Regions from separate parts of the Zea mays genome. Here region 2 is linked to region 1. A link is a contact called in public Hi-C data. All regions are on one chromosome and are shown on one strand. The core of a region is the stretch at or near the end of the contact, and the rest is flanking DNA. Distances in the headings are between cores, read along the strand shown. Region 1 holds the start of shbp1 (sedoheptulose bisphosphatase 1). Region 2 holds the start of LOC100283443 (steroid reductase DET2).

Evidence for each region. A called contact is a pair of places that touch in the nucleus more often than the background predicts.
Region 2: a contact with region 1 is called in a Hi-C map of bundle sheath, with 2.3 times the contacts expected there. The contact joins the promoter of LOC100283443 here to the promoter of shbp1 in region 1. A contact is called at or near these places in 3 of 25 Hi-C or Micro-C datasets (bundle sheath, endosperm and leaf).

Annotation. Positions count from the first base shown.
Region 1 is chr3:183,848,411-183,854,096 of Zm-B73-REFERENCE-NAM-5.0, forward strand. It overlaps shbp1 (sedoheptulose bisphosphatase 1), which reads right to left and starts at 1,870. Exons shown (of 7, transcript NM_001154930.2): 1 at 1,558-1,870; 2 at 1,294-1,428; 3 at 1,016-1,201; 4 at 841-922. The coding sequence starts at 1,629.
Region 2 is chr3:184,028,559-184,033,757 of Zm-B73-REFERENCE-NAM-5.0, forward strand. LOC100283443 (steroid reductase DET2) reads right to left here and starts at 1,336. Exons shown (of 2, transcript NM_001412537.1): 1 at 304-1,336; 2 at 1-198. The coding sequence starts at 1,097. The coding sequence ends at 309.

The DNA of each region.
Region 1 (5,686 bases), core at 620-3,119:
ATTAATTAATTAGCTTACTCAACGTGACTAATAATTTATTATCTAGCTAACTATTAGCTCTATGGTTCTAAACATAGCCATACTCTAGTGTACGTGTGCGTGACGCTTTAAAAGATAATATGATGTAACCTACTAATTTGTTCAAACAATGTACGTGGACGTATTAGCTACCTGAATAAAATATCGACAAAAATAGCTTGTATGTTTTTTTTTTCAAATGCAACGTAAATAAAAGCAAACGAGACATATGCACATTACACTTTGAATGCAAATACAATAAACTCGACATGATATGTGTTATTATTGTAACGTGGCAACATATATTAGAAAAAAGAAACATACACATACAATATGTTTTTACAGTAATGCCTGACATAAAAGTAATGCGAGCTGAAAAAAATGTGACGTGTTACATTACATGTCGTTTCAAAGTAGTAGTAATGTGACATAGTAAAACTTGAGTATTTGTACAATAATTGAATTAGGTTTTGTTTGGAAGCAACCTAGTTTTTAAGAATTTAGTTTCTATCTACAATTTCTACAAATTAATTTCTAAAAAATTGGTTGATGGTGTTTAGAACCATCTCAAAAACTGGAAATCCAGTTCCTATAAACTAGGGCATGAACTATTATATTTGGAACCACTTTAGTTTTCATAAACTAGTTTATGAAAAACTGGGTACTTCGAAACATGCCCTTACTCCCTATCCTAGTGTATTGCAGATAAATGGAAATGATTCATTGTTATTGGGTGCATGACATGTACCTAATATCTAGGGGTTGAATGGGATTTTTCTCTTTTCTTTGTTACTTTAGAGATTAGAGAAGAAATGGCAGTACCTTCGACTGGGCCACCCATGTCCTGGAGCTCGGGGACTTCCTCGGAGCACGCATACTTACACACATGTGAGTACTCCAAAGCCTGCAGGCACAGAGCAGGCACGAGCCAATTGAAAAGGACCGTTGTGTTGTGTGTGTGTGAGAGAGAGACGTACGGTACGGTGCGAGACCACACCTCAAAGAGGAGCTTGTTAGCGAGCATGTCGACGGCCAGCTGCTCGTCGCCGAAGGAATTGACACAGGCCGTGCCGCCGCAGGACGCCGTCCGGACCTTGAACGCGATCGTCCTCATGGCCTCCCCCATGCAGATGAGCAGCCTGATGAGGTTCTTGTCCGGCGTCGCCTTGGTCAGGAACTCCTCCTGCCACACCACACCACAACCCGGAGCCGGCACGCGGCAGCGGCGTCAGCTTCGTTCTTCGACGACGGCCGATGTTATGTACGCGTACGCACCAGGCTGTCTCCGATCTCGCACCGGGCACTGAGGGCCGCGCGGCTGGCCGCCTTGGACTGCCTCCTCGCCGAGAGCGGCCGCGCTGTGTTCACCCGCACCGACTCGCCGTAGAACGTGGTCGGCGGCCTGGACGCCTGCCGCACGTGTGGCGCCAGTCATCAACATCATCAGCAAACTTAAGGCTTCTGCACGTGTGCGCGACGAGCTGCTGCTACTTTCCGCTTACGTACAGTAGTCACGAGATATGAAGGTGCCGTACGTACCTTGGGCCTGTACGACTGGGAGAAGGACACGGCGGCGCAGCAAGCCGGGGAGCGCGTGGCGACGATCTCCATTGCTTTCAGGTGTGCGGTGGCCCGGGCGCTCGACGACGGCAGCAGGGCCTAAACCTGATGCTGTTAAATTGTCCGCGTGCGCTACCGTTTGGTGGTCGGCTGGTGCTTGCAACTAGCAAGCTAGCACGGCGCGGGGATGAATGGATCACACGGAGGATATGATGCACGTCTGGACAAGATAACCCGGCCGCCGCGATGGCGCCATTTGGAGCTGGAGAAGATAGAACGGGGGGGCCGCGCTGCGGTGCACGACGACCGTTCGTGGTTTGTGTGGCCATGCCGAGACGAGCCACGGATCGGACGGGCCTACGCACTGCAGCTCCAGCGCCCCCAAGCTAGCGACCAGAAGCAGGCCCGTTTATTTCCCCTTGGGTCTGGGAGGTTTGCTTCTGGTATTTTGTTGTCGTATATATACGACGGCATGGATCGTTTTCTGAAATTGTTCAGTGTGATGTTTAAGTCAGTTGTTTCATCATACCATCGTATATACGACAATTAAGCATCCCATCGTATATACGACAATTAAACACCCCATGGTATATACGACGACTTCTGAAATTATTAACAACATCAGATACGTAGAGTGGCAAGGCCTTTTCTCACTGGATACGCCTAGTTGTGCAATTTTTTTTTTCAATTTTAACCATATTGGAGAGCTTCAAATATACTTTACAATGCTATGTTTCTGGCCGATCAAGATACTCAAGAGAAAAATATAAATTAAACGATAAACTTTTTCGCAATAATTAAATTCTATCAAATAGCTCACTTGCCACATTGTGCCCAATAATATTTTCTACCATTCACATATAAGCTTAGCACCTTAAGTTCTAACCTTATTCTAACTTGACAATTCTAGTAATCTAAATATAAGAAGTTAATTATACAATAGTAAATATTCAAAGTAAATGAAGTGTTAGGAACACGACGATGTTTTTCTGAGGTATCAGAAAGTCGACGCTTTCCACTAGTCTTTTTTGGAGCAACCGCGCAAGGGTGTGGCTCCTCTTGATCAGCGCAAGGATCAAGCACTCCCTGCATGTTGATTCTTCATCACTCTAGGATGGTGAATCACCCACAATAGTTTACACCATAAATTGCACCCACGATCTCCACCTATCGTTCATGTCGGTACTCTGAAACAGGGGTACCCCTTACTACAGCATGAAGATACGGTGCCCACGCGGCTATCTCTAGTTGCGTGATGAACAACACCCGACCCGACCACGCGGATGGCTCCGGAGTCGCCACGTGGCCAGAAAAGACGATATGCTCCAAGGCATCAGCAGTGGGTTCGAACCCCCATGGGAAAGTACCAGACCCCTGTGCGTACGGACCGGACCTCCGGGTAAGGTCCAGAACCTCCACAGGCGTGCCCGGACCCCTGGGACGGGTCCCGGACCCTCCTGTGCAGGGTCTGGGCCACTCACAACAGGGTCCCGAGGTTCGTGGACAAAGAGTACCCGGACCTTAATCAAGGCCAGACGGAGGTCCGGAGCCGACACGTGTCCGAACAATACCGCATACGCCTCTGCTCCCCGCTCAGGCGGAGACCCGATGTTGCCATGTGGTCTACTGCGCGTGACGTAAGCCAGCGGGCGGAGCCTGACGTAAGGCCACTAGGCCGCGCGGCCTCTGCATTTAATGCGGATAAGGCGCGTCGCCTGTCCATTCCACTGGCAGGCGATGTGCCGCCTCAGCATTAAATGAGCCCTGTCCACTCCACTGGCAGGCGATGTGCCGCCTCAGCATTTAATGTGCCCTATCCACTCTGCTGACGGGCGGCGACCAGGCCATCCTGCAGGCGGCGTGCCTGTCCATTCTGATGGCAGGCAGTACGCCCGTGCTACGGCATACACTGTGCTCATCATGGCTCGCGCGTTACCGAGGAAGCAACCGCGAGATATTAATACTATATGGACTATGGACATTATGGCGCTCGGAGATCTTCTGGGTGACACTGGCATTGGATACTTCTATATATATTTCCTCCGTTTTGCCCCTGGGCCCACATGTCGGGGCTCAGCACCCTTGTACGTGTCCCCTTGAGCTATAAAAGGGAGGGCACACGACGTTACAAGGGAGACCCAACTTAGGCTCACACACTCACTCAAACTCACAAGTTCATACAACCTCTCAAGCTCAATACATCACACAATGGAGTAGGGTATTACGCTCCGGCGGCTTGAACCACTCTAAATCCTTGTGTGTTCTTTTGTTCTTCCCGGTTCCATCTAGCAGGCAAAACGCTTAGGCCCCTCCTCATCTTAGGATTTAGGGCGGGTGCGTTCCGCCACCCGGCCGGAGAATTCCCTCTCCAACATTTGGCGCGCCAGGTAGGGGCTTAGGCTTTAGGTTTTTGCTTGTTTTCCTGCTCGACGCCTTGGTTTACATCGTCGAGCACCATGATTTCATGCCCGAGGACTTCATGGTGGAGGAGGCGGCAACCTCTTCCACACCGCGGGCCACCAACCTCCCTGCACCTGGTGCAGCTTGAGAGCACCTAGAGGGGGGGGGTGAATAGGTGATCCTGTGAAACTTGAAAACTTAAGCCACAAAACTTGGTTAATCGTTAGCACAATAATTGCCAAGTGGCTAGATAGGAATCCTCAACAAAACACAATAACCAATAAGGATCAATCACAAAGATGGCACGGTGGTTATCCCGTGGTTCGGCCAAGACCAACGCTTGCCTACTCCACGTTGTGGCGTCCCAACGGACGAGGGTTGCAATCAACCCCTCTCAAGCGGTCCAAAGACCCACTTGAATACCACGGTGTTTTGCTTGCTTTTTCTCAATCCCGTTTGCGAGGAATCTCCACAACTTGGAGCCTCTCGCCCTTACACTTGAAATTCACAAAGAACACGGAGCAAGGGAGGGATTAGCAACACACACAAGACACAAGAACCAGAGTGTCAACACGCACACAAGTCGCAACAAGAGCTCGCAACACAACTCAATGAGTTCACAACTCCACTAGAGCTCTATATGCTATCACAATGAAAAGAATGCGCGAAATCGATGTCTTGGTGCTTAGGAATGTTGTAGGAATGCTTGGTGTCCTCCTCCATGCGCCTAGGGGTCCCTTTTATAGCCCCAAGGCAGCTAGGAGCCGTTGAGAGCAATCTGGGAAGGCTGATCTTGCCTTCTGTCGACTGGCGCACCGGACAGTCCGGTGCACACCGGACACTGTCCGGTGCCCGATTTCCTTCCAAAAATGGCGCAGTCGACCGTTGACAGCCTGAGAGCCGTTGGCGCACCGGACATGTCCGGTGCACACCGGACAGTCCGGTGCCCTCTTCTAGCCGTTGGCTCGGCCACGTGTCCCGTGCAGATCGCGCGGCCGACCGTTGGCCCGGCCGACCGTTGGCTCACCGGACAGTCCGGTGCACACCGGACAGTCCGGTGAATTATAGCCGTACGTCGCCGATGAATTCCCGAGAGCGGTCACTTCGCTCGAGCCATCCTGGCGCACCGGACACTGTCCGGTGCACCACCGGACAGTCCGGTGCTCCCAGACCCAGCAGAGTCTTGGCTGCTCGAGCCAAGACATTTACAATTGGATTTTTCCTGTTTCAAGCACTTAGACACAATACATTAGTCCATAAAACAATGTACTAGGTCTGAGAAACATACCTTTATCCTTGATTTGTACTTTGTCCACCTTTTACACTTAGGCACTTGTGTTGGACACTAAATCACCAAAATACTTAGAAATGGCCCAAGGGCACATTTCCCTTTCAATCTCCCTCTTTTTGGTGATTTATGCCAACACAACATAAAGCAAGTAGAACAAGTACAAAATCAATTCAAATAAGAACTCAAATTGTTTTGATTCAAATTTGACATATATGGATCACTCTTTGCCACCACTTGGTTTGTTTTTGCAAATCAAACTCAAATTTCTATCTCTAAGTCAACCACACATGTTAAGACATAAAGAGAGTTATTCCAAGAGAAATTGATTCAAGATTTCAAAAACTCCCCTTTTTTTCATAATCAACACTTCTCCCCACAAGAAGCCATCTTTTGACACAAGAGAGACAATAAAAAGTT
Region 2 (5,199 bases), core at 86-2,585, 180 kb after region 1:
CTCTGTCGTCTACTCGCCTTCTCGTCGAGTCGAAACATGGGCAAACTCAGCCTGCTCTCCTGCTTCTGCTCCGCCGCGAAGGAAGATAAGGCGGCCAAGAAGAACGAACCGAAACCACGGCCATCACCTGCTCACCAGACACAAACGGCGACGACGTCAGCAGCGGCAGGGAAGAAGCCACCGCGGCAAGACGTTCCCCTGCCCGGCAAGCCACAAACGGACACGACGCCAGATTTTTTTTCGGTTAGATTCATATTTCCATTGCACATAGTTTGATTTTTCTTTTTTATTACAAGTACATACGTCACCTAGTAGATGTAGGGGATGAACGCCTTGCGCGACGCCGGGTACTCGCCGCGGAACTTCTGCACGTACCAGCGGCGGTGGTCCCTGGCCCTCGGCCCGAGGTTGGCGCAGGTGTAGAGGAAGAACGCCCAGGCCGCGGGCGTCCACGCCACCACGGCGAAGCCCAGCCACTCCACCGTCTCGCCGAAGTAATTGGGGCTGGTGACGAGGTCGAACCACCCGCCCCTCGGGATCTTGTACCCGCCTCCGGCCTCCTTGAGCCGCAGCAGCTCCTTGTCCGCCGCGATGTTCGTCCGCATTCCCCACGCGAAGAGGGCCAGCCCAGCGAGGCAGCGGAAGGGGGACGCCTGGCGGCCGGCGTGGAGGGCGAAGGAGCGGGCCTGTAGGTAGGCGTTGAGGATATTGAATCCCAAGGCGCAGGCGGCGATGAGGAGCGGCACGGGGGCCGGGGCGCGGCGCAGGCGGGCGAGGCGGAGCGGGTGGACCAGCGTGCGGTGGACGTAGTGGAACGCGTAGAGCGCGGCGGGGAGTGCGGCGAGTGGGCCGGAGAGCGGCGGCGGCGGCCAGCGGAGGAGGACGAGCGGTGGGAGCCAGAGGGTGGGGCTCTCCATGAGGAACCACGCGAGTGGGGCCGGTAGGACGGGGCCCCAGCCCGGCCGGGATAGCTTGCCGTACGGCGCGGAGATGAAGCGGAGCGCCAGAACAGTGAGCGGGCTGATGAGGTACAGCGCCAGCAGGCAACGGTCGAACGCCGCGCCGCCCGCGGCCGCAGCCGACGTCTGGTCGGGCATCTTCAGTTGGTTCCAAGGAGGTTTCTGGGGTTTGGGGATGACCGGATGAGTGCTGAGGGCTGACGACCGGGGGAGTAGGGTGTGCGATGGGGACGAACCGACGAGGACGGCGACAACCACGGTCCACGGATAGCGATCTCGCTCGGGCGTTAATCGCGAGGGGGGTTCCCGGCCGTCGGCACCGCCGATCCGCGTTTGGACCACGACGTCTGGATTGCACAAAAGGAGGCCTGAGGCCCAAAACGGGACACTGGAGTGGAGCCTGACTTAACAGCAGCGAGGAACGCTGCCTGAGGCTATCCGCAACAGTTACCCCTAAATTTTTCCCCCTATATCACTTTTCCCCCCTATTTTTTCTTCTCCCGCAGCGGTTCCCCCTAAATACTCCCCTATACCCCACTACCACTATAAAATATCATTTTCTATATCAACTATCAATTTTTTATCTACTAACAATTACTCGTGGACCCACAGCACAGTGTTTAGGGTGATGAACAGTGACACGCTAGATCTGGAGGGAGAGAGAAGGGGACCGACACGTAAGGGGCGCTGTAGGGGGCACCGCTGCGGCAATAGGGTGCCCCCTACGCGCCGCATGCAAGGGGAGGGGGCAGGGGATGGGGCAGCGTTGCGGTCAGTCTGAAGCGCTATCAGGATGAAGTCGACTATACAGTACAAATGTTGCTCACCAGTCACCAACCACTCTAAAATAGGGGCATGCGGCAAAAACTCCATTTGCAGAGTAACTTTCCCTTTATTCTATGCACAAGTACTATGCGGCAATCTGAAAGAACCTGGTGATGACGTGTAGTTGGGTGAGGAACGAAAAAAATGATATAATATAGGATACTGTAGTTGGTATAGGATTAAGGTATGGGGTAAATATGAATACGGAGGATTATAATACAGCGTAAATAATTTTGCTGACAAGTATAGAATGTTTTTTAATATAAATTTAGAGTTATATGAGTAAACAGTATAATTTAGAGTCCAAATCTTTTATTTTACACTATCAGTAAAAACAACTTAATAATGGATCTTTGAATAATAAAATAGAGTTTAACTCAAGCTGTGTATGTCCATTTTGTCACGATAGGGGTGGGCAGACGGTTACCAGAAAATTTTAGGTCGAGTTTAGATAATTCAGATATGAGAAATTGCTAGCTAATTGTAGTTCGGGAAAAATATGACCCAAAATGTTGTGTATATGATGATAATTTAGATTCAGGCGGTACTGGATACATCCAAAATTAATAAAACCATTATGTTTTAAAAATGCAGTAGCATTTTAAAGCAATAAACACTAGTCTTTTTCAAATCACTTCACATCTACATATAAATTAGCAACAAACCAATTATCGAAGAAGCATATATCTGCATTGAGATGTACAAAACAGTAGATTTACATTATTGAACCAAACCACTTCATATTAGGTTGTCTTCAGTGGATCATAAAAAATAGGAGTTTTACATTGTAGATAAACTATTTGCATAGTGAAATTTAAAATATAGGATGTGCTAGGAGATGAGATAGTAGAGCTACTGGAGATAGCCAGAACAACAAAGATTTAAGATATTTCGGATATTTTAGATAGTTAGGGTACTGGAGATCATTACTCAAACTACCAAAATTAATTCAGTAGTTACGGTGCTTTGGGTTTATTTGTGTACTTTCAAGTCCCTGTTTTGAGAATTATGTATCAAATATTTTGTCAACTCTACATGATACGAACTAGGAGTTGGGAACGTCGCCACAGCACCAGCTGAGCACCCTCCAACGCTTGTGCAGGGTTGTCCAGGTGAAAGTCGCCTAGAGGGGGTGAATAGGCGGAATCTGAAATTTACAAACTTTAAGCACAACTACAAGCCGGGGTTAGCGTTAGAAATAAAACGAGTCCGAGAGAGAGGACAAAAAACAAATCAAAAGTAAATGAAGTGGATGACACGATGATTTGTTTTATCGAGGTTCGGTTCTTGTAAACCTATTCCCCGTTGAGGTGGTCACAAAGATCAGGTCTCTTTCAACCCTTTCCCTCTCTCAAATGGTTACCTAGACCGAGTTAGCTTTTCTCCTTAATCAAACGGGTCACTTAGACCCCTACAAAGACCACCACACAATTGGTGTCTCTTGCTTTGATTACAAGTTGCTTGAGAACAAGAATAGAGGAAGAAGAAAAGCGATCCAAGCGATAAGAACTCAAATGAACACAAATGTCTCTCTCTCACAAGCCACTAAGCCTTTGGAATGAGTTTAGGACTTGGAGAGGATTTGATCTTTTGTTTTGTGTCTTGGAGTGAAGTCTAGAGCTCTTATATTGAATGCAAATTGCTAGAAACTTGGATACCTTGAATGGTGGTGGTTGGGGGTATTTATAGCCCCAACTACCAAAACAGCTGTTGGGGAGGGCTGCTGTCGATGGACGCACCGGACAGTCCGGTGCGCCATCGGACACTGTCCGGTGCGCCAGCCACGTCACCCAACCGTTAGGGTTCCGACGGTTTCGACCGTTGGAGCTCTGACATCTTGGGGCACCGAATAGTCCGGTGCCGCACCGGACAGGGACTGTTCACTGTCCAGTGTGCCTTCTGGCGCTGCTCCGACTCTAAGCGAACTGTTTGTGCACTGTTTACGCCACTGTTCACTTTTGCAGTCGACCGTTGGCGCTGTAGTCGTTGCTTTCGCTTGGCATACTGGACAGTCCGGTGAATTTTAGCGGAGTGGCCTCCAAGAAACCTGAAGCTGAGGAGTTTAGAGTTGATCTCCCTAGTGCACTGGACACTGTCCGGTGCGCCAGACCAAGGCAGCCTTCGGTCCCTTTTTGCTCCTCTCTTTTGAACCCTAACTTATTCTTTTATTGGTTTGTGTTGAACCTTTGGCACCTGTAGAACATATAATCTAGAGCAAACTAGTTAGTCCAATTATTTGTGTTGGGCACTGAAAGGGAAATGTGCCCTTGGGCCATTTCTATAATGTTTTGGTGATTAAGTGCCCAACACACATTCTCTAAGTTCTGAATGTGCCAAAGATTGAAGAAGTGCAAATCATGTAACAAGGTACGTTTTTAGACTGAGTACATTGTTTTGAGTACTAACATATTTTGTCTAAGTGCCAGAAACAGGAGAAAAGGGATTGGAAAAGTGTACAACAAACTCCTGCTCGGTCTGGGTGCACCGGACAGTGTCTGGTGCGCCAGGCGAGTCCAAGGTGAACTGGCCGCTCTCGGGACTCGACGGCGATGTACGACTATAATTCACCGGACTGTTCGGTGGTGCACCGGACTGTCCGATGAGTCGTTCGCGGCGAAGTCGTCACTCTCAGGAAAAGGATCAGCGGCGTACGGCTAAAATTCACTGGACTGTCCGGTGGTGCATCGGACTGTTCGGTGAGCCAATGGTCGACTGCGCAACGGTCAACCGCGCAATCCGTGGGCGACGCGTGGATCTTTGAATAATTTAGAGTTTAACTCAAGCTGTGTATGTCCATTTTGTCACGATAGGGATGGGCAGACGGTTACCTGAAAATTTTAGGTCGAGTTTAGATAATTCAGATATGAGAAATTGCTAGCTAATTGTAGTTCGGGAAAAAAATATGACCCAAAATGTTGTGTATATGATGATAATTTAGATTCAGGCTGTACTGGATACATCCAAAATTAATAAAACCATTATGTTTTAAAAATGCAGTAGCATTTTAAAGCAATAAACACTAGTCTTTTTCAAATCACTTCACATCTACATATAAATTAGCAACAAACCAATTATCGAAGAAGCATATATCTGCATTGAGATGTACAAAACAGTAGATTTACATTATTGAACCAAACCACTTCATATTAGGTTGTCTTCAGTGGATCATAAAAATAGGAGTTTTACATTGTAGATGAACTATTTGCAGAGTGAAATTTAAAATATAAGATGTGCTAGGAGATGAGATAGTAGAGCTGAAAGGGAAATGTACCCTTGGGTCATTTCTAAGTATTTTGGTGATTGGGTGCCAACACAAGTGCTTAAGTGTTAATCTATGCCAATTGATGGACAAAGTGCAAATCAAGAGCAAAGGTATGTTTCTAAGACTTAGTACATTGTTTTGGAGACTAATGTA